Linked DNA regions of Sus scrofa: region 2 is linked to region 1. A link is a contact called in public Hi-C data. All regions are on one chromosome and are shown on one strand. The core of a region is the stretch at or near the end of the contact, and the rest is flanking DNA. Distances in the headings are between cores, read along the strand shown. Region 1 has its middle 12 kb from the start of GKN3. Region 2 holds the start of ARHGAP25 (rho GTPase-activating protein 25).

What was found. A called contact is a pair of places that touch in the nucleus more often than the background predicts.
Region 2: a contact with region 1 is called in a Hi-C map of retroperitoneal adipose tissue, with 1.9 times the contacts expected there. A contact is called at or near these places in 2 of 5 promoter capture datasets (fetal skeletal muscle and liver), 27 of 47 Hi-C or Micro-C datasets (alveolar macrophages, blood, brain and 14 more) and 2 of 2 datasets of targeted methods (alveolar macrophages and skeletal muscle).

What each region holds. Positions count from the first base shown.
Region 1 is chr3:73,476,945-73,482,969 of Sscrofa11.1, reverse strand. No RefSeq gene overlaps it. Among named protein-coding and RNA genes, the nearest start is that of GKN3, 12 kb to the right of the region's middle.
Region 2 is chr3:73,646,298-73,651,881 of Sscrofa11.1, reverse strand. It overlaps ARHGAP25 (rho GTPase-activating protein 25), which reads left to right and starts at 1,885. Exons shown (of 10, transcript XM_021087416.1): 1 at 1,885-2,349. The coding sequence starts at 2,289.

The DNA of each region.
Region 1 (6,025 bases), core at 515-3,014:
GGCTGAACCATAATGGGAGCTCACCAATATCTTTTTCGTAAATCATAGTCTTTTCCTTAAAGAGTCTGGGGCAGAAGACCCTACCCTACAACCTGGTCCAGGATGGGTTTCCTCCTGCTCCCTGGATATGATGACAGTTGGTGGTAAAACACCAGGCCATCCAGGAGCACATGGGGACTGCTCTTGTGTCCAGGGCGGGGAGTCGGGCCTGGAACGTCCAAGGTCCCAGCCCTGCGTGCTTGGCATTCTTCCTCATCCAGGCCTGTCCGCTGGCAGCTGGGGCCCTTGACAGTTGGTTCATCTGCAGTGCAGTTTAAAGCCAAAGACTGCAATTGCATTATTCTCTTATCTAGATTGGGGATTTGCACCTCTCTTGATTTGATGTAGAAAATGGCTCAGAAATCCCCCTTGACAAGCTCTCTCTTTATCAGGAAAGCACTCCGGTCTCACCCACTTAGCAATTCACAGTAAGTGCCTGTATGAGCTGAAATTAGGTAGGTCCCCATCTGCGCTCTCTGTTCAACCCCAAGAGGCAGCGTAGCAAGAACCCAAGCCTGGCCCCCCTCAGCCCCTCTCCTAAAGGCCCAAGGGCCTGGAATGAACCTGGAATGAAGCTCATACAACCCACACCCTTTCAAGAACACCTATTACCGGGAAATAACGTTTCTTCACATTCACTCCTACTGGCCTCCAGTTCATTCTTCACAGAGAATTAGAAAATATTCCTAGTGAATATATAGCACAGGGAAGTATATCCAGTCTCTTGGAAATAGACCATGATGGAAGATAATATGAGAAAAAGAATATATATATATATATATATATAGACATATGTACATATATACATGATTTGGTCACTTTGCTATACAGCAGAAATCAGCACAACATTGTAAATCAACTGTAATTTTTTTAAATGGCAAAACCCCCACAAACTTAAAAAAAAAAAAAGAGAGGCATTCTGGTAGCTTCCCATCACTCAGACAATAGAAAACATCCAGGCCCAGGCTCCACGGCTCACCCCATCTGGCCACTGCCACCTTTCCTACAGAGCGTTGGCGCTTGTCCCAGCTTCTGCTGGGGACACTCTCTCTTCCCTCTTCTAGAGTGACCCCGCATCCTGGTTTGCCTGGCACTTTCCTTTTAACACTGAAGAAACCTCTTTGTCCCCAGCAGACCAGTGGGTCAGGCTGCCTCCCCACCCAACCCCGCTCTCCTACAACTGGCCACACCCATGCTTCGGGAAGGTCATAGCCCCAAAGTCCCTTTTCAGCAAAGACTGACCCCTCCCCCACCACTCCCCTTGCATCTGCACTGGGTCCTCATTGCTCTTCTCTCCAGAGACACTCTTTTTTGGTTGAGGGCCCTTATGGTAATGAGTTACTGCTTCATTCACATCAATTCTTGAGGACATAGATGTTATGCATTGTGTTATGGGCAGGGGATAAAGCAGTAAACAAAGCAGACAGGAGTCCCTAGCTTCAAAGAGCTTACATCCTAGTAGAAGAAATGGCATGATTTTTATAGGCAGACTATATAGTGTGATCTGTGTAACAGAGAAAGAGAAAACAAGGGGGACAGAGAATGTCAGGGGTGGAGTCTGCAGTCTTAGGCAGAGTGTCCAGGGAAGGTCCGATGGAGGTTACATCTTGACCTCAAAAGATGAGGAAGCAGGAGTTCCTGTTGTGCGCTCAGCAGGTTAAGGACTCAGCATTGTTTCCACGAAGATGCAGGTTTGATCTCTGGCCTTGCTCAGTGGGTTAAGGATTTGGAGTTGCTTCAAACTGCAGCATAGGTCACAGATGCAGCTCAGATCAGGTATTGCTGTGGCTGTGGCACAGGCCCCAGCTGCTACTCTGATTCAGCCCCTGGCCCAGGAACTTCCATAATCCACAGGGGCAACCCTAAAAAGAAAAAGAGAGAGAGAAAGAGAGAGGGGGAAAAAAATGAGGAAACAAAAGTAGACTTCTTGTGGTAAAAGTTCCAGACAAATGCAACAGAACATTCAAAGTCCCTGAGCAAAGATAGTAAGAAACCCAAGTGGCTGGAGTTGAGAGGTAAGAGAGAAGCTGCAGAGAGGAAACAGAGGTTGGACCCTGTGGGGCCCAGGAGGTTCCTGAAACTCATGTGGCTTTTACACTGAACAAGATAGAAAGCTACAGCTGAGTTTTGACAAGGGAAAAACATGATCTGCCTTAGAAGTGAAGAGGGATGCTCCGACAAACACTTGTTAGGAGAATTTCAAAGATTCTGGGGTGGGTTAAACAAGGGTAGTAGTTTCAGTGTTGATGAGAAGCTCTTTAATCCTGTGTATATATTGAAGGTAGAGCTAGAAAGGTTTTCTGCTAAACTGAGTATGGTGAGAAGAAAGGAAGAGTCAGGATGGTTCCAATGACATTGACCTTAGCGAGTAGAAGTATGGTGGTTCCATTTGCTGAGACGGGAAAGGCCGTAGGCAGAAGGTTTGTGGGGACAGAACAACTGAAGTGCAGTTAGGAACATGTTGACCTCTAGATGATCAGATATTAATCAAGCAGAATTAGAGTCTGGAGGTCGAGAGAGAGAGAGAGGGAGGGAGAGAGAGAGAGAGTTGGGCTGGACACACACTGGGAAGTTATTAGAGTAGAGACTCTTTAAAACCATACCACTGTGGTTGGAATGACTAAGTGAGCTAAATATACACAGAAAAGAGGAAAGGTCCAAGGACTAAGTCTAGGACTGTCCTCAAAATGTTGGGGAACTGAAAGCGAGAAGGATGGTTGGAAATCATGGAACAAAGCCAGGCCCATGGAGGGGAAATAGGGGGCTCAACCAGGTCAGATCTGCTGGTTTGTTGAGTAAGAGGAGGACTCAGACCTTTGTCTTCGGTTTGTCAAGGTCATTAGGTAATGCCTTTGGGGCTAAGCCTGATGAGAGGGGCTCATGGAAGTAGGCAGAAGCAGCATGGACCTCTTTTTCAAGGCATTTTGTTCTAAAAGGGAGGAGAGAAAAGGACTAGGACTTTTCTCTAGGAGTGGGAGGTGATTGCAAGAGAGTCATTTCTTTCTCTCTCTCTCTTTTTTTTTTTTTTTTTTACAGTTTCTGTCATTTTATTTTGTTTGAATGTGGGAGGTATAACAGAGTGTATTTTTGCTTATAGGAATAGTCCAGAAGAGAAGCAAAAAATGGATGATATAGGGAAGAAACATTTATAAGAGCTAGAGAGACGTGCATAAGTGGGAGTGAAGAACTGCTTTCTGGAACCAACGCAGAGGTGGACTTTAGCTGCTGTGGACAAAGAATGACACCTGCCATTTCAATGGACAAAGGATGATGTGGCTATCAAGCCAGCAGCCACTGCAGCCACTGCAGCCAAACAGTGGTGCACCCTGAGGGGATTCTGGGGTGGAGGAAAACAGGATAGCAGCCCTAGGTAGTTAAGATGCATATCAAAGGAATAATTTCAACAAGCCTAGTCATGGGGGAGGAGTAGATGACAGACAAGTTTATGTACCAAATTCCTATCTCCATAAATGTGAGCGTCTTATCATCAAACAAAGACTGGTTGTTTCTAGCTTACCACTGTATTCCTAGCACCTAAAATGATGTCTAACACCCAGTGGAAACAATAAGTATTTGTTGGATAAATGATCAATTGAATGAATGGATGGGTATGTTCAATGCCATACCATCCACTAGGCAGTCAGCTCTATGAGGTCAAGGACAATGTCTAACTTGTTCATTTCTGTCTGCTCAGTACTATGACAGTGCCTAGTGCATGTAGGTGTTCAAATATATTTGTTAAAATGAAATGAATTGAATCAATTTGAAAGGCAAGAAAAACAAACCCAGTAAACAGAAGCTGGTTACATCATAAAAGATACTGAGCAGGCGTGTAGGACCTATGCACTCTAGCCAGAGGGGAGAGGGGACAAATTAAGATCTGGTATGATTATAATCCAGTCAAATGCCAGGTTCAAGTTCAGGGTGAGCAGATATTACATTTCTAAATCTATCTAAGCTAAAGGAATGGACAGGAGTATGGCAGCATCAGACCAGGCAGGGGCCATTCTGGGAGTAGGTAGAGACCGTGTTGATGCCAGAAGTCAGATGAATGAAGTCTGACCAAACCCCTAGATCAGCATTTGGAACTGGGAGTTGATGACAAAAAAAAGCTAACCCTCTCTCGCATAGACTCCCCAGCTCTGAACCACTCCAAACCAAGCATGTGTATTGCCCACTGGGCTTGCCTCCATGAGAAGAAAAGCCAGTCCAGTCCAGGTGAGCCTGAACTTACTGACAAGTGGTAGAGACCTGACATGGGTACCACGAGCAAGACCTCATTCATTCAGCCTGGGAAGGTCTAGCCCTGGACGTAGTCATGAATTTGACAACCTGTTTCATGAACCCTCAGGATCTTGGCTCTGGCTCCCACGCAAGCCTTCTATCTGCCTTCCTTAGAGTGAGGGTAAGTCTCCTAACACTTCCTCACATCGTCTTTAAAACTACTTGCAGTCAGAATAGATTACAAATTAAACATCTCACTTGCTCTTTGGGGAAATGATGTTGTATTAGCCATCTTTGAGATCTCTGCTGCACCCAGGGCCTGTGCTGTAGAAGGTGCTCAAGGAATGATGCTTCAAGGAGTGAGTGAATTAATGAGTTCACGACTGGAGCCCTTCAAAACATCCTTCCTCCTAAAGGTCAAATTCATTCCTAGATAGCTGACATTTTAAGTACCATTTCTTCAATAGGGAAATGCAAACAAAAACCACAATGAGATAGCACCTCATACCCACTAACACAGCTGGGGGCATAAAAAAATAACAAGTGTTGGTGAGAATATGGTGAAATGGGCACTCTCATACACAGGTGGTTGCCAGGGGCTGAGGGAAGGGGAGATGGGGAATAACTGCTTAATGGGTATGGGGTTTCCTTATAAGGTGATGCTTTAGAACTGGATAGAAGTGGTGCTTGAACAACTTTGTGAATGTCAATGAATTGTCCACTTTAAAATGGTTAATTTTATGTCATGTGAATTTCACCTCCACAACAAAAAATATTATGTATCTCTTAGTACACAGCAAATTATCCCAAATATAAAGACCATAAACATTTATTACTTTACACAGCTTTTGAGGACCAGGAATCTGGGAGTGATTAGCTGGATAGTTCTGGCTCAGAGTCTCTCTCTTTCTTTTGTTTTTCCGTTTTGTTTTTTGTTTTGTCTGTGCCATGGCATACAAAAATTCCAAGGTGAGGGATTGAACCCTTGCCTCTGCAGAGACCCAAGCTGCTACAGTGACAATGCTGAATCCTTAACCCACTGTGCCACAAGGGAACTCCCTCAGGGTCTCTCTTGAGGTTTCCGTCTGGATATTGGCAGGGGCTACAGTCATCAGAAGGCTTGACTGGGGCTGGAGGATCCACTTCCAAGATGGATCCCTCACAAGGTGGCTGCTGAGAGGAAGCCTCGGCTTCTTACCGCGCAGACCTCTCCATAAGGCTGACTGAGTGTCCTCACAACATGGCAGCTGTCTTCCTGCAGGGTGAGTGATCCATGCGAGTAGAAATCACAAAGCTTTTTATGAACTAGCCTAAGATGTGCCATACGTCATTTCCACATTACCCACTAGTTGCACGATCAGCCCCATTCAGTAGGGGAGGGCCCTATACAGGGGCATGAATATCAGCCCCCAATAAGGACCATTGGGGGCAGATGGAAGGCTGTTTACCCTAACCCCTTCTCCCCTCCATAAGGGGTGGTAATGAATTACATCACTTGCTGAGCCTGAGCTTGACCACTGAAAGTGGAGAACAGAAGGCCACCTTGGGAAACACCAGGCATGTTGCATGTGAAGAGCCTACAGGTGGGGAACTGTAGACATCGTGCCTGAGTCTGTGCACAAAATGCCTCCCACACCTGTGTTGTGATGAAAAACTCTATCTTGCAACAATTTTCTTGGAAACAAAATTGTCCTTGAGGAAAGACTCTCCTAAGTAATCAGACAATTGATCCCTGATTATGAGACATCTAATGCATCAGGGA
Region 2 (5,584 bases), core at 636-3,135, 170 kb before region 1:
GTAAGCCGATGTGTCCACAGTGAGGTGACATGCAGACCTGACCAGTGGCTTCAGCGACAGGGATGTTGTCAGTGTTCTTGATAAGAATATATAAGGGAGAGTCATGGAGCAAAAACATCAACGGAAGACACTCAGGACAGAATAATGGGACAGGTGTTTGCAAGTACAGACAATTCTTAGGAAAGCTTGGCTCGAAATGAAGGAGAGGAGTTCCCCTTGTGGCTCAGCAGGTTAAGAACCTGACTAGTATCCATGAGGACACAGGTTCTATCCCTGGCCCTACTCAGTGGGTTAAGGATCTGGCCTTGCTCTAAGCTGCAGTGTAGGTCACTGATGTGTTGCTGTGACTATGGCGTAGGCCGGCAGCTGCAGCTCTGATTCAACCCCTGGTCTAGGAGCTTCCGTATGCCACAAGTGCGGCCCTGAAAAAAAAAGAATGAAAGAAAAAAGAAATGAAGGAGACAAATGGGGCTGTAGACAAAAGGAGAAGTGGTATCAAAAGAGATTTTTTTAAAAAACCCTAGAAGAAAAAAGAATAAGTTTGAATATTGGTGGGAATGATCCCAGAGAAGGAAGAAATGGATGACACGGTAAAGATGGAGGAGGGGTGACACAGCTCATCCATCATGACTGAGAGAAGACTCTGTGCGCGCTCAAACGCAGGCGGGTGGGCAGGTGTGGTGGCAGGAGCTTGCCGACCTTCTTCTCCAGCAGCATCAGCTTTCTCAATGAAACAGGAAGCCGGGTCACCAACAGAGTGAGCATGTGCAAGGCAAAGGCGGAAGCATGGCAGAGTCATCCAGGAGAGCTGAAGAATGAAGGGATGTGGAGCTTGTGCATTGGCCATGCAGTGGCTCTTGTGAACACTCTTATCTCCTGTCTCATTAGCCTACCACCTTATAGCCTTAGGAAACTTATCACCTACTATCTTTAGTAAGCCTCATAACAGCCTCTGAAGTAGGCCCTGTGATCTGCCTCATTTATAGATCAGGATATTAAAGCACAGAGTAGTCAAGAAACGTGTCCAAAGTCACACAGCAAGAAAGTAGTAGAGATGGGATTTGAACACCCCTCAGTCTGGCTCTGGGCCCAAATACTTAATCACTTAAGTTAGTCTGATCCAGTTGGACATAGGAAAGCCTGTCACAGAACTGAACTGAAGGGAATAAGGTTTGCATTAATGTTTGTGGTGCAACAACTGTGTGTCAAGCTCTGTACTAAATGCTTTCACAGTTCTGTGCACTCATGGCTACTATCAACCCATTTTACTGCCAAGGATACTGAGGCCCAGAGAGTTGCAGTTGCTTGTTAACAGCTGCTGAGCTAGGAAGAAGAAAAACTGAGTTTGGAACCCATGTCAATCAGATTCCCAAACCCACACCCTGTACATAAGGTTAAAGAACCATCTTAACATGTGAGTGGGTCTATGTAGCTAAAGCGGACTCATTAGCTAAATGCTTCCAGACCCTCCCGACATCAGGCTGAGATCACTTGGAACCTTTTGTCCTGAGCAGGTGGAGAACTTACTATGTAGGCCTTAGAGCAAGAAGAATTAAAAGTAGTTAACTTTAAAAAAATAAAACTAAAAATAAATAAAGGAAGGTAATTTTGGTGGATGCTGTTTGTCTTACTGAGAGTTTTTGAAAGCCCAGTCTGTCAAGAGAGAAGGGAGGCTTACACGTCGGTGGCCAGGGTCCTGGAATTTTCTTCTCTTTATCTTTTACTCAGAGCTATAGGCTTGTGTCCTAACAGCACTCCCTCCACTTACAGAAGCATTTCCAAAAATCATTTTCTCAAGAAAGAATTTATAATGCATCATCTACCCTGAACAGCCACCCACTTCCTCAAATGCAAGGAAGCAGACAGTTAAAAAAAAAAAAAAAAAAAGCCAAGAGGCAGCCGTTGTTTATCACGACCTCGCCTCAGTGAGGCCTGAGATTCTTTCGAACAGGAGCTTTGCTTTCCCATGACGCAGAGCGAAGTGTCAACTGGGATCTTTCTGGTAATACTGAAAGCAAGACAAGCAGAGTGCACACTTCACAAGGCACGAGTCCCCGAGGGACCAGGGGAGGGCTGGGGTGCCATCCCCGGTGACAGATGGATGGACCTTTCATCTGAGAGAAAGGAGACGACACGTTGGTGAATCAACTTCAAACCCAGGAGTGCCTGCGAAGCCATCACAAAGGGGAAAACACACACACACCAGCAAGAAGATCAAAAAGACCAGCAGGGCGCGAATCGTTGCAAACTCCCGGCTTGGGCAGCTCCTCACCTGACCCAGAAGCAACATGTCCCTGAAGCTGCCGAGAAACTGGGACTTCAGCCTGCGAGGGGAGGCTGGGAAAATAGGTAAGGTCAATGCCTTTTGGCTGCATCTGTGGTTCTTATACTTGAGTTCCCACCATTTGCATGTCGGTCTGCAGGAAGCATAGTCTGCTTAAAAATGGATCTCTCGGGCAAAGCTGGGTTTGGGGTGAGATTTGCATTCACACAGACAGGTTGGCTCAAAGTTCCCAGATGCTGGGGACGGCTTTTCATTTGTTGGGAGGTGGCAGGAATGGAGCTCCTCCGTGTGCCGGATCTGTGCTATTTGGGATGGATGAAGGCTACAGATCACACAAAACACTGTGAGTTTTTCTTTGTTTATCATGAAAGGATCATTTCCCTCCTGTTTGGACGTTCATCCATATTTTGAGTGGGTTTTGAAAGGCGTCCTTGGAAGTGCTTGATCTCTAAGGGAACACAAGGAGTTCTGTTCAGTGAGCTCACTGGGTCACTAGACCGTCTTCGCGGACTCTGGGGACTTGGAGTGGTGTTATTTGTAGCAAAAAGTAAACACGGCGGGCAAGACAGGAACTTAGAGACGCTTGAAGGCAGAATAAAGATATTTAATTAAAGGGACAGAATGGAAGGGAATTCTTAAAAGGAGTTGAAATAAAAGAGATTTTAAGAGTAATTACCTTAAGGGAGTCTGGCATGCTTCCTGAAATATACTGGCCTTTTATCAGCCTCTCCTGTCATTGGTGCTGATGGTGATACATTGATTTTAATCTGTTCTGTAATTGTTATCTTGAAGTTCTTTGGATGGGTTTCTTCTAGTATCAATCACGGTAGTTTAGAGTGGAGCAGTTGGGCTGGAGATGATTCCCTGTATGTTCTACTTACGCTTGTGTAGTGAGATAACGTCCTTGGTATTCGATATAGATCAGAGGTAAGGTGTTTCTGAGGCCTTGGAAAGGTTTTGCTTGGAGCAGCGTTTCGACTTGGGCTTCTAACAGGGGTTAATGTGCTATGAAAAGAAGGGATCCCTTCCAAAGTCACGTAACTGAGTGTTAATGATGTAAGTCTGAGAAAGAATTTGAAGGAAAATTGAGAGAATCAGAGAAGCCATTTATCTTAGTCTGCAGAGAGGACCGGAGGTCCTGGGAATCATTGGATCCTGAGGTCAGTTCAGAGAATGGGGAGTGTGCATACCTCCTAACGACTGTGGTATCAGTGACTGTGGTTAATTCTTATTCTATTGTAGGTCACGAAAATGTGTTTTTATTTATTTTTTATTTTTTTTTTTTGTCTTTTCTGGGGCCACACCTGTGGCATATGGAGGTTCCCAGGCTAGGGGTCGAATCGGAGCTATAGCTGCCAGCCTACGTCACAGCCACAGCAACGTGGGATCCGAGCCACGTCTGTGACCTACACCACAACTTATGGCAACGGCAGATCCTTAACCCACTGAGCGAGGCCAGGGATCAAACCCGCAACCTCATGGTTCCTAGTCGGATTCGTTAACCACTGAGCCACAACGGGAACTCCGAAAATGTGTTTTTAAAAGTAAAACTTCTACAGGAGTTCCCATTGTGGCACAGCAGTTAATGAACCCGACTAGGATCCACGAGGATGCGGGTTCCATCCCTGGCCTCACTCAGTGCGTTAAAGATCCCGCATTGCCATGAGCTATGGTGTAGGTCACAGAGGCGGCTTGGATCCTGCAACGCTGTGGCTGTGGCCTAGGCCGGCAGCTGTAGCTCCGACTCAACCCCTAGCCTGGGAACCTCCATAAGCCATAGTGTGGCCCTAAAAAGACAAAAAACCAAAAACTAACAAAAAAAACCCCCCAACACTCCCCCCCAAAAAAAAGTAAAATGATAGTTCTGTTCCTTTGAAAGTGCCTTGCTTCTATTTATGTAGGATAGTTCTATCCTCTCGCCAAGTGTGTTTGAATAGGTCATACTCTTCTTCTGTTTAAAAATGGCAAATAAGACCATTGATGATTAATTGATTAAATGGTTAAACAAATTTTTTTTTCAGAGATATTGGATATTACCACATTACAGCACAGGGCTGCATAATCTCAGACCTGGGATGAAGTTGGGTAGATTTCCATGATTTCTGCCAGCATTTCTTAAGTCATGGTCCAATGGTTAGCCTGTATCACAAGTCACTACAAGTGCTTGCTTAAAGTGCATACTCCTGGGCATCATGCTGACTTGTAAAATCAGGATATTTGAAGGGAGACCCAAGCATCTGCCATCGAATAAGCCCCCAGCCCTTCTTACTATGTGATCAAGAAGTCCTGCTGTAGGCACTGTGGTCTGAGTGAGTAGACTTGGACTATTACTGTGCATCTAGCATAGGGCATGGTGCTTGGTCCTAGTGGGCACCTGGCAAATATTTGTTGACTGAATGAATGACTGAGCACAAGCAGATGATGTTTAATATTATTTAATGAAAAAAATCATAATTACATAATGAAATGTAGAGGAGCCCTTGTCATTATCCATACCATTTCAAGTTGGCTGCTGCAGGAGGTTGGACTATAGCCACAATACCTTTTGCGAGTGTCACATTGATGAGAATACAGATCACAAGCGGAGCCCTCTGAAGGAAGAGAGCTGCTGACTCAGCCAGGGGACCTCTGGTCCCCTCTCTAGCATCCTATGTCCAGGTGCAACTGTAGGAACTGGCTTAACAGTAGTCAAAGAAGCTCACGTCTGTTAAGATGTGTGGAGGGAATTCCCATCATGGCTCAGCGGAAACGAATCTTACTGGCATCCTCGAGCATTCAGGTTCGATCCCTGGCCTCTCTCAGTGGGTTAAGGATCTGGCGTTGCCATGAGCTGTGGTGTAGGTCACAGACGTGGCTCAATCCCACATTGCTGTGGCTGTGGTATAGGCCGGCAGCTACAGCTCTGATTCAACGCTTAGCCTGGGAACCTCCATGTGCCGTGAGTGTGGCCCTAAAAAGACAAAAAAAAAAAAAAAAAGAGAGAGAGAGAGAGAAGTGTGAAGCTGGGAATCATGTCAGGGAATCAATGATCTGTGGTTTTTCCAGGCTGAGCTACTGAGGAGTAGTAGGTCATGGTTTCTTAACCTGGGCACTATGGCTGTTTGGGTCTGGTTAATGCTGAGTGATGGGAGCTATCCTGTGCAGTATAGGATGTTAGCAGCATCCTTGACCTCTCTCCACTAGATGATGGTCTCACCCCTCTACCACCACCAGTTGTGACAACCAAAAATATCTATAGACATTACTGGATATCTGGGGAGAGACATTGTTCCCAGTGGAGAATCACTGGAGTGGATTATC